2 separate regions of the Mus musculus genome follow, and region 1 is linked to region 2. The links are chromatin contacts, called in public HiCAR-type maps. All regions are on one chromosome and are shown on one strand. The core of a region is the stretch at or near the end of the contact, and the rest is flanking DNA. Distances in the headings are between cores, read along the strand shown. Region 1 overlaps Atf7ip (activating transcription factor 7 interacting protein). Region 2 overlaps Fam234b (family with sequence similarity 234, member B).

Evidence for each region. HiCAR-type assays count read pairs that join an accessible place to other places.
Region 1: a contact with region 2 is called in a HiCAR-type map of astrocytes, with 3 times the contacts expected there. The contact joins two enhancer-like sites. A contact is called at or near these places in 3 of 39 promoter capture datasets (the 3T3-L1 cell line, hippocampal neurons and liver), 1 of 484 Hi-C or Micro-C datasets (B cells), 4 of 115 datasets of contacts at active chromatin or transcription factors (astrocytes, differentiating embryonic stem cells, embryonic stem cells and 1 more) and 1 of 9 other capture datasets (embryonic stem cells).

The regions. Positions count from the first base shown.
Region 1 is chr6:136,541,664-136,546,789 of GRCm38.p6, reverse strand. The region is part of intron 1 of Atf7ip (activating transcription factor 7 interacting protein); the gene reads right to left. Among named protein-coding and RNA genes, the nearest start is that of Atf7ip, 25 kb to the right of the region's middle. Within about 2 kb of position 3,484, at least 216 of the 459 cell types and tissues checked have an H3K27ac peak or open chromatin away from gene starts, as enhancers often do. A contact at or near this core is called in astrocytes, where this site is marked.
Region 2 is chr6:135,201,607-135,207,163 of GRCm38.p6, reverse strand. All of the region lies in intron 1 of Fam234b (family with sequence similarity 234, member B), which reads right to left. Among named protein-coding and RNA genes, the nearest start is that of Gm36533, 6.4 kb to the right of the region's middle. Within about 2 kb of position 3,208, at least 35 of the 459 cell types and tissues checked have an H3K27ac peak or open chromatin away from gene starts, as enhancers often do. A contact at or near this core is called in astrocytes, where this site is marked.

The sequences.
Region 1 (5,126 bases), core at 2,235-4,734, 1.3 Mb before region 2:
ATATTTTATAAATTCAGTAACAACAACAACAAAAAAAAAAACCACACAAATAAAACCATATATACCGGCAGGATAAGAGGAAGATTATCTATTAAAACAAAGAACAAAACTCAGAATAAAGAGGGAATTTGTAAAAAAACAAAACCTACCAGCAAAGCACTAACAATATATCCTAAGTAATTCTGCAAAGCTAGTCATAAGAGAACTGAGAGCCCACATCAGTGGAGGTGCAGGGATCCTAGCACAGAAGAAGAGGCAGGCAGGTATCTGAGTTCCAGGCTAACCGCTGTCAAACCATGAGAAGATAAAGGGAAATGGAGCAAGCAGCGTGCAGAGAAAGCAGAACACACTAACAGAAATGTGAAAGACACACATTTAAGAAAATCTACTTGTCTCAAGTATTCAGGTAAATTATAGATCATCAATGGAGCACCAGAAAGAACTGAAGGCTTTTAATTTACTATAAACTCAAGATCTGGGCTGGTAAGATGTCTCAGCAGGTAAAGGCTTTCATAATCTGATGACCTGAGTTTAATCCACAAAACCGGGGGGGGGGGGGGGGGGGTGTGTGTGGGGGGGGGGGTGTGGGATATGACTTTTAAAAGTTGTCCTCTGACCTCTACACAGGCATCATGACATACACTCTCTCAACAAATAAATGTACAACCAAACTTAAAACCTTCAACAGCACAAAATGGCTACCAAAACAAAGTTAAGCCACAGAACAGAAAGATAATGTCAAGAAATATAAAGTTCCTAGCGCTTCAGGGTAGCAGGTTGACTAAACATTAGAGACAGTCTTATAATACCTAAAACCTAAACATGAGAATGCCCACCCTGAAGAACGCCCTGAACAACATGTTGTAAGAGGAAGAGTTGTGGCAAATGGAGAATATTTAGCCTAGGAAACACACGGTATCTTACTGACTTCAGGAACACAGACATGGGACAGATGGAATTGAAGAGCTATGAGGACAGCTAACTTTGTATAAAGCACCAATCTGTCTGCCCCATGCCTGACAGTAACAGACTAAAACCGGAGCAGCTGCCTCGGCTTCTAACCCCGTTGGCCATGAAAAGGCAGCTGCAGGACCAGAGGATTCCCTGTCTGTGAGGAACCTAAGCAACAACGCCCATACAGGCGCTCCAACTACTCCAATCTGCCTAAGCCATTTCCAAGAGTCTATGGTTCTATGGTTCTAAGTGATCGTATTGCTGTACAGGAAACAGAACTACATACTTTGCCTACATAGTTTGGCTGTTTATCCTTCAGAGTCTCACCGACGGCCCAGGCTGCCATGAACTAACTCATTCTCTAGTCCGGGCTGGACTGAAGTTAGTGGGGATCCTGCCTTAGCCTCTAGTGTGCTGACATTACAGGTCGGAGCCACTCCCAGATTCCCTCGTCTCAAAGATTGGACACTTTCACCTTTGCCTTGCATATTTCCTTTCAGGTTCATCTATACACAGAATCCCCATCTTAATTTGCTATGGCTTGGCCCTCAACTTTTAACAGCATTCAATAAATTACTTAGTTTGAGTTCAATAACCCTCTCCTTTTCATATGCATAAATACCACTCCATTGGCCAGTCCAACATTTTCCTAAAACATAATGGCTCAAAATACATGGGAACATTTCCCAAATGTTTCAGACATCTTTGTCCAGCAACATTAACAAAATTATAACCTTCTTCCCATCTACCTCAAAATTACTCAAAGCTGATTTGTATTATTATTGTAATCATAGTGAAACAGAATTAAAACAAACAAACAAAAAACATACGTTTCTGTACTTTACAGACTTATACGTTAAAACAGTATTAATGAGCAAAACTGTCAAAAGACAACAGTTAAGTCCACACTCGGGGAACATGGCAATACTCTACCATAGCTAGCTAGCTCTTTACATGCATAACCATAAAGTAATAGTGACCAGCTACCTTTCAGAAGCTAGCGAACTGGAAACACCACCTAATTACACTTTAAGGCTGTAGGAAAAGCCTAGTGTTTACCTGCTAGATAGAGGAAGACACAAAAGAGGGTGGCCTGCTGGAGCATTTTCCTCTGTGTCCCTAAGTTGGCATCACTACTTCACATCTCCTCCTACTTACACCTATTCCACAAATACAATTACAACAATTTAAAATACCTAATCTCTGTATGACATTAATAAACACATGTGCATTTCTTCACAAACATACATCTTTCTATCTTTGTAGTAATTATATAAACCTCTATTATACATATATTTTTATTTCCACAGGATGTAATATTTCAGGTATATAACACAAGAAAAACAATGCCTGTGTACCATTGGTCAACTTACGAAATAAAGTATTAGATATAATGGAATTCTTAATTAATACATATTAAAATTGTGATAAATTTAAATATTTGGAAATTAATTTATTATGTGGAGTGAAAACGATACTATCAACTCTGTATAAACATCTATTGTTTAACATGTCAGTCAAATGTGAATGCATAAGCAGTCTGATCTAAATGCTGACCTCTGTTAAATGCACACTAAAACTTTGCAGTGAGTTAGTTATGGTAAGAATGCCATTTCTCCTCATACACCAGTTGGTGCTGATATAACTGAGGACATGGTAACAGGCTATAGTGGCTGATTCATATGTAATATAAATTAGTAATATCCACATGAAGCTCACTTCATTTATTAATTAGTTCATTTCACTTCAAATGTGAATTTACAATGACATCTCTTTAAAAGACTAAATCCAAATAAGGCTCTCAAAATCTCCTGAATATTAACACTAATAATCTACCAATCCTGTCATTACTATAGCTGGGGGAAAAACAAACAAACAAACAAACAAACACCCAAAGGCAGAGAGACAGCTGGAGCACCTATGATGAGGAGCTGTCCCAGAGAGGGGACCTGAATCTCTTCCCTGGGGGCAGCTTTGTACTTCACTTAAGGCAGTGCAAACTTTAAAATCTAATGAGACTTCTTGAGTTTAAGTTTCTTATTTGATTCATATTCATTTTTAAAAACTCAGGAACACAATACAATAGTTGGCTAAGTGTTGTGATTCCCTTTGTTGTTTCACATTTGTTGAGTAGTTTGCGTAGCAAACATCCCATTAATATCCCATTAACCACGAAGCCAAAAAGCTGTTATTCAATGTATCAGTGATGCTCACGGGGCACAAGAGCTCTTATCTTCAAAAGGACCGTTTGCAGTGAAGATGCCTAGAATCTGGATTCTCTGTGCCACTCTCTATCCAGGCAACTATGGGGTCTGCAGCAACTGTTCGAAGTTAAGTGCCTCCCACCTATTACTAATGGTGTCAGTCTCTAAGAGCCGAACTTAAAGCTTAAAACACACAGTTGCTCTCGTCATCCACGGCACTGCCAGTGCTGGAGTCTCATTACTGGGACACTAAGGCTTCAACCCTTCACTGTCAGCCCACACATTCCAAAGAGGAAGTCCAGGACACGTGTTATCTGCTGCCACTGCACAGGCAGACTGCAGTTCCAGCTAGCTGGCGCCAGTAAGAACAATTTACATAAATAAAGCAGTCCTTTCTTCATGGCTGGAGAGAAAGCCCTTCCATTAGTTCTCCAGCAGGCACTGGCTGGTTCTAGAAGCCATCTAGCTAGCTAGCCACTAAAAGAATTCAATTCCCAGAAAAAAAACAAAAGCAACTTCTACCGAAACTCAACCCCTGCCACATGAAACAATTTAACCCCCCCCACTAAATTTTTTAAATCCTTAGCTTACTTGGTCACAGTCTAATATATATGTATATATAAAATTTAATATTTTCTAATTATAAATCATTACAACCATAAATTATAACTCATTAAATAAAAGCTATCTTCACTCTAATATACAATTATGTTTCCAAGTTTTATTAATGAATAAATATAAATTTTTGCAAGCAAACTTGCTGTTAGACATATTCACTGAATAAAACGCACATCCTCATGTACCATTATTATGATGGTCAAATAATTCAACATATTTACTAACACCAACTAACATTAGTAAAGTATGTTCTTTCTTCCTACCAAAACAAAGACATATTGAATTACAAATGTCAGTGCCACAATTCCTGTCAAAATTATGTGGCTGATTTATCATTTCAATTTCCTCATGTGCAAGCATCAAGTCACTACTGGTGATTGTGGGTACCTGGTTTAAACTGTTTTGGCTAATTTATGATTTACTGATACAAATTCTGCAACTCCATTTACTTGGCTTTACCCTATGTTAAAAGTACAGACAACCTAAACTATAGCCAAATCCACAGCCTAGTTCTACATTCAAATTAACAAACTAGAAAATACTTAAAATTCTAGGGATGACTTCAAAATACATTTTTATTTTTAGATTTATTCTTATTATTTTAGATTACCTGTCTGCATGCATTTTGCACATGGGTAGGTTCATGTAAATGCTAGCTGCACACAGAGGCCTGATGTGTCAGATCTCTCTGGAGATGAAGGCAGTTGTGAGTGAGCTCCCTGAAGTGGATGCCAGGAACTGCAAGAGCAGTAAGCTCTCCTAAGCTGCTGAGCCATCTCCTATAACCATGTCTCTAGTTTTATCCTAATTTTTAACTTATTTAAGTCACCCTTTATATAGTAATGAGACTCTAAATATGAATAAAGAAGTACTATTGTATAAACAGTAAATCGGAATCTTCAATATGCAGACAATTATAACTGTCCCCTGTGAAAGAGAATAACTGAAAGGGAATGGATAAATTCTTCTCAGACAACCACACTGTCCTCTCAAGACCTGTCCACCATGCCCATTACACCCCAGCAGACAAAATGACAGTAAAATACAATGCAATTTCAGAATTAACCATACACTTAATATTGGGGAGGGGGGCACACAGCTCTAAACACCAGATTCTTAAGTACCACATTCATCAGAAAGGCTCAAGAGCTGCAAAGAGAGCTTAGAAGGCTTTACAGCGTCATAATCACTGCTCTACTGCTGTGAAGAGAGACACCATGACCAATGCAATAAGACAAAGAAAGCATTTAATTGGGGGCTGGCTTACAATTTCAGAGGTTTAATTCATTATCATCACGGTGGGAAGACTAGCAGCAGGCATGGCAGGGATGGCGCTGCAGAAGCAGCTGA
Region 2 (5,557 bases), core at 1,959-4,458:
TCTATGGTTTCCCCGCTGTTTCTATGGAAACAAGTTAGCAAGTTGAATACTACATGCCAGCTAAAGAAGTTTGACAAAAACCTCACTTCTTAGAACTGCCTGTGATTTGAATATCCTTTAAGAACAGCTTTCAGTAAAGGTGGAAAGACTGCTATTCTGAGCATGCGTCCTGGGAGGGGTGGCAGTCTCCCCGGACACAGAGGTGGCAGACGGCCTGAACTCTGCTTCTACACAAACTCTACATTGACTCTACAGGATAAATCAGAGAGAGGCTTGGGTTCGTGGACATACATGTCGTCAAAACATCCATACACATAAGATACATAATTTTTTTTCCAACACAAGGTTTCTCTGTGTAGCCCTGGCTGTTCAGAAACTTGTAGACCACAGTGGCCTCAAACTCAGAGATCCACCAGCCTCTGCCTCCCAATTGCTAGGATTAAAGGTATGTGCCTCCACTGTCCAGCCTGGTAAATAATTAAAAAAAAAATACTCCTGACAACCAAGAAAACATATTAAATCTTGAAATCCTGGGGTGAAAATTTAAGGATCATATAATCCCTGTTTTAAATTGTGTCTCCTTTCAAATCATCCAGCAAGCAATCCCTTGGTACCCAACTGAATGTGACCAGTGTCAGGGAACCCACTAGTCTCCAGCTACCATGTGGGAGGCCAAGACAGGATCACCAGGAGGTCAAGGACAGCTTCAGCTCCATGGTGAGTTTACACATGCATGAGGTTTTCTCTAACCAAAATGAAAGAATTCAGCTGTTCACTATGGAAAGACCAGTTTGGCTCACTTACCAGCTATGTGTACCCTTCTCTTACCTCTATATGGTCCCAATTTCTCCACTTTAAACTATAAAAATTATCATCTACAGCTCCTGCTTGTTATAAGGATTAGGTAAGGGCCATACAAATGGCCCTCAGTGCCTGGATGATGGTCATTATCAATCTGAGCCTCTATTATTATTGCCTAAGTATGTCAACAGCCTTTGACCAGCCTTCTCTTCTCCAGGTTAGACTCCTCCATCTTCTTCACCCCTTGATTTGAAGGAAGAGCTTCTGTGACCCTTCTCTGCACACAGTGTGGCAAGCCCATACTTTCAAAAGTAGGTTTTCTGGAAGTGAACGAAATGCAAGGGTGTGGTCTGGCCACAGGCAGGACAGAACCATGCCATTGCACTCGAGATAATTCACTGTTTCAGTAAACATTGGTAGCTTTCTTGGCAGCCTCACACAGCAATCCTCCTGAAGGTTCCATGGATTCTGAACCACCCTCAGGCCACCCTATCTATCTATCGCCTTACCCCTGGGTTTTGAGCACCAAGTGAAAAATTTAGCAGCAGCATCTACTTCGATCCATCTTGGCAGTCTCTGCCTCCCAAGGTTCCCAAAGAAACACAACTGCCCGACTGAAACCACTGGCAAGACCCAGTGAACAGACCGACTGAGAGGTTATTTGCTTTTACCATGAATCTTAAACTCTGCTGGGAAAGAAGAGGCCCTGGTACCACACGCTACAGAAACGTAGACAATGATAATGAATCTATAAAAAATAATTAGTGGATGTTCTTTTATAGGAATACGAACTTCTAATTAGTAATGTCCTGGGAGGTGCTTCTGTCATTGAACCTTCCTTAAAACCAGAAGAGAGGAGGAAGACAGAAAAAGAGTAAGAGTAGGGGGAGGGAGGCGGTAAGGAACCGAGGGAGAATGCAATACATTCCCAACACACAGTGTATGGACAGTTGCTGCTGAATTCGGGAAATTCTGTCTCCTAAAATAACAGGAGATGCACACGTCAGTACTTGAACAATGATCTCGGAGTCCACGATTCTGCGGAGAATTGATAATGATGATGACAACGACGATACTGGCGTAAGAATTGAAAATGTCTCAACTGCCTAGCATCCTCAGCACTGACCCAAACCTCCTGGGTGTCTTAATTCATCAAATCCTCATGATGACCCTACATGGGGGGGGGGGGGGGGCGTGTCTAATACCTATTTTATCAACAAAAGAATTGAAACACTGAGGTAATTTGCCTAAGACCTCAGGACCTAGGGAGAAGCAACGCCCAGGGCTCACACCCAGGCATCAGAGAGAAGAGCCCACTTGTTCTAACTGATAAGACCCTTCCTTGTCTCATGAATGTGTAAACCAACCAATAATTTCATCCCTGAGAAAAAGAAAGTCTAGGGTCACAGGAACACCTATGAGCCCTGTCTCACAAAACGTGACAAAAAGCAGAGTCACAAAAACAAACAAAAAAACAAAAGTGCGGGAGATGATTTCTACAAGACTAAAGCTGCCCAGTGGTTAGAGCGTAACTACAGGCATGGCAGTCCTGAAGAGGCTGGTTGCTGTGGCAGAGACCAGCTGGGAGCCAGAAACCAGACAATAACTCAGAGGATTCCATACAAAATACCGCTAAGCTGTGCAAAACAACCATAACCTTGGCTGGAAAACTTGGCTGGCCTAGAATTGGTAGCAACTGAAGCATAAGCTAGGAAACTGGTACACACCCGCAGTCCTCACACTTCAAGTTGAAGCAGGAGGACCAGAGCCCTCATCTGGAAATGAGTCGCAGGCCAGCCAGGGCTACATAAGATCCCGTCTCAAAGACAAAACAAAACAAACGCCTGGGTGTGAGAAGCAGAGTCAAGGGGATTGCCACAAGTTCCAGGCCAACCTGAGCTACATAAAAGGCCAGCCCAAGCTCTACAGGGAAAAATGTCTTAAAAATAAAGGATGTCAGGCAAGGTGGTATACACCTTTAATCCCAGTATTCAGGAGGAATGACAGTGGGGACAGGGACAGTGACTCTCTCTGAGAAAAGGCTAGCCAGGTCTACATAGTGACACTTAGTCTTAAAATCAAAACAAAAACAGAGTAAAGGAAACAAAAAAGAGCCCAGACCTACTTTCACAACTCAAGCAACAAAGGCTAAGTGTGAAGTTCTTAGGTAGGAGATTTAAAACCAGCACACAAATGCTCTCTCAGCACAACTCTAAGCCCCGCATTCTGCCTGGACACAGACAGCAGAGGAAGTGCATTGCTGGGAAGGGGATCTGTGCTCCGAATCCTCCTTAAATCCTAGCTTCCAACTGCCCCAGCTCCCTGCCTTGGCAAACTCTGCTCCCTACTCAGCCAGGAACCCAAAGTAACACAGCTACCCCATCCAAACAGGAGCAGCCTGGAGAAAGGAGCCAGTATTAGTATTCACGCCATAAGACACCAAAGAGTTCTACAAACACCCGAGAGGCTACAGCACAATACTGTGAGCAAACTGAGAAAAAGAAAACTTCAGTGGAGGAGGAGCAAGTAGGGACATAGCTCAGCCCTTGCCCAGCGGGCCTGAGGTCCTGGGTTCCACCCTCAGCGCAGCTACCGGAGGAGGGCACACCAACCCCACAGTCAGGTGAGAGAAATATTGAGCACTTTATTTCCCAGTAAATTCCAAAAAATTGAATACCGTCTTTTCTGAAATAAGGAGAGGTTAAAAAAAAAAAAAGATGAGCTACTTCTAAGAAGCAACCACAACTCAGGAGATGAAAAGTCAACTATCAGGAGTCAAGAAAACAATGGGTAAGGGGGGGAAACAACAAAGCAAATTTAGAAAAGACATTCTTACTGTCTGGCACCCCCAGTCTCCATACTCCGTAGGCTGAGGCAGGAGAATCATAAATTTAAAGGCTACATGGTTAGGACTCTGTGTCAAAAAAAAAAAAAAAAAAAAAAAAAAGTCAACAACATCAACAAAAAAAAAATCATAGAATCATCAAAAAAGAATAGATATTTCTGAAAGCTGACATAGATAATGACTACTGCAAACCTACCTAAATTAAATGGCTAACAAAGCTAGCCATTCCTTCTGGGCACTTTGAATATCTCCCCTCAGGAAACTATGTAGCAGCTTTCAGACAGAAATGCCTCCCACTTTCCGGAGGAGGAAACTGAGGCTGAAGCATTTGGAAAATTGGCCCACATAGCTAAAGAGCAAGTAAGTTCGAAGCAAGGCAGTCGCCTCCCTCCTCCCTCACGCCTCTGCTCCAGAACTCAGCGGCAGGGGGTTGGGTAGGGGGCTGCCTGGGATTCCAGGCCAGTTTAGGCTGTTTAGTGAATTTCAGACCAACCGGCTTTAAAAAAAAAGACCCTGTCTGAAAACACTCAATCCAGGGCTGGAAACATGTCTCAACAGTTAAGCACATACATGCCTCCCCCAGGGAACAGGAGCTCAGTTGCCATGTGTTTTAGGCAGTTGACAACTGCCTGTAACTCCAGGGCCTGACGCCCTCTTCTGGCCTCTACAGACACTGCACTCACATGTATAAACCCACACACACATACGCACGTGATTTTTAAAATTTTAAAAACCTCAAACCGAACAAAATAACAAGAAACTGACCAATGCAGAGATATGTATAGCTGAAGAGGAAAGAAGATGGGCCTGGTACTTAGAGGAGATGCAAAAGGAGACAGAGAGCGCCTGTGATAGGCAAACCTCACTGCAGCATAAATGGAGCCCAGGGCCCAAAGAGAACCGGGTGCAGAATAACCATCACTGAGCATTCTCATAAAACCGTAAGACTTCAAGAAGAGCAAAGGAATAGCATGCCCTCTAGGCTTAGGGGGAATCAAGTCCTAAGCATGACAGAAGGCAAACTAGCAGCTGCTACAGTGAAGCACCTAATTCAGTAGGTTCAAGAGTTTGAGGATAGCCTGGAAAACAGACAGTGAGATGGCTCAGTGGGTGCCAATCTTGACAATCCCCAGGACCTTGCAAGTTATCCTCTGCCTTCCACATGTGTGCCACACATGCATGCCCCTTGCCACCATCACACATGTGCATGCACACACACACACACACACACACACACACACACACACATTTTATAACCTTTTACTAGGCTAATTTCCCCTACTTGTGGTAACACATGCCTATGATCACAACACTTAGGAGGTGGAGGCAGGGAACCAGGCCTTTACAATCGATCTCTGCTGTATGGTGAGTTCCAGACCAGCCTGGGCTACATGGATAGTGGGAAGAGCGTAATAGAACTACAAAGTCCTCAGGGGAAGAACTTACAGTATAAAGTTCAGGGCCTCTGAAGTATGAAGTAAGCACCCCAGAACCTAGAGCCACCATTGTCTGCTGCCTTTAAAGATCCCAGAAGATTGGGATAGATCCAGACCAACCTTCGGAGCATAAATATTTGCATTTACACTAACACAGAGAGTATGAAAACAAACATCTTAGTTACTACAGACTGCAAATTCTGACTAGGCCAAGGTTTTTTCTATCCACAGAAAGATAACAGAAATGGGCAGAACAACAAGTCCCTGACTGGCCTTAGGCCATACTCAGGTCAGACATGAACCTGTGCTTCACAGTCTAGGACCCAGACTCACTCTGAGTCTGCTGCTTCCAGTGAGCACAGGTGGTGTGTGTGTGTGTGTGTGTGTGTGTGTGTGTGTGTGTGTGTGTGTGTAGTATGCACATGCGAGGTGTGATGTATATACAAGTGTGTGTGTGTTGTAATTGTGGTACACA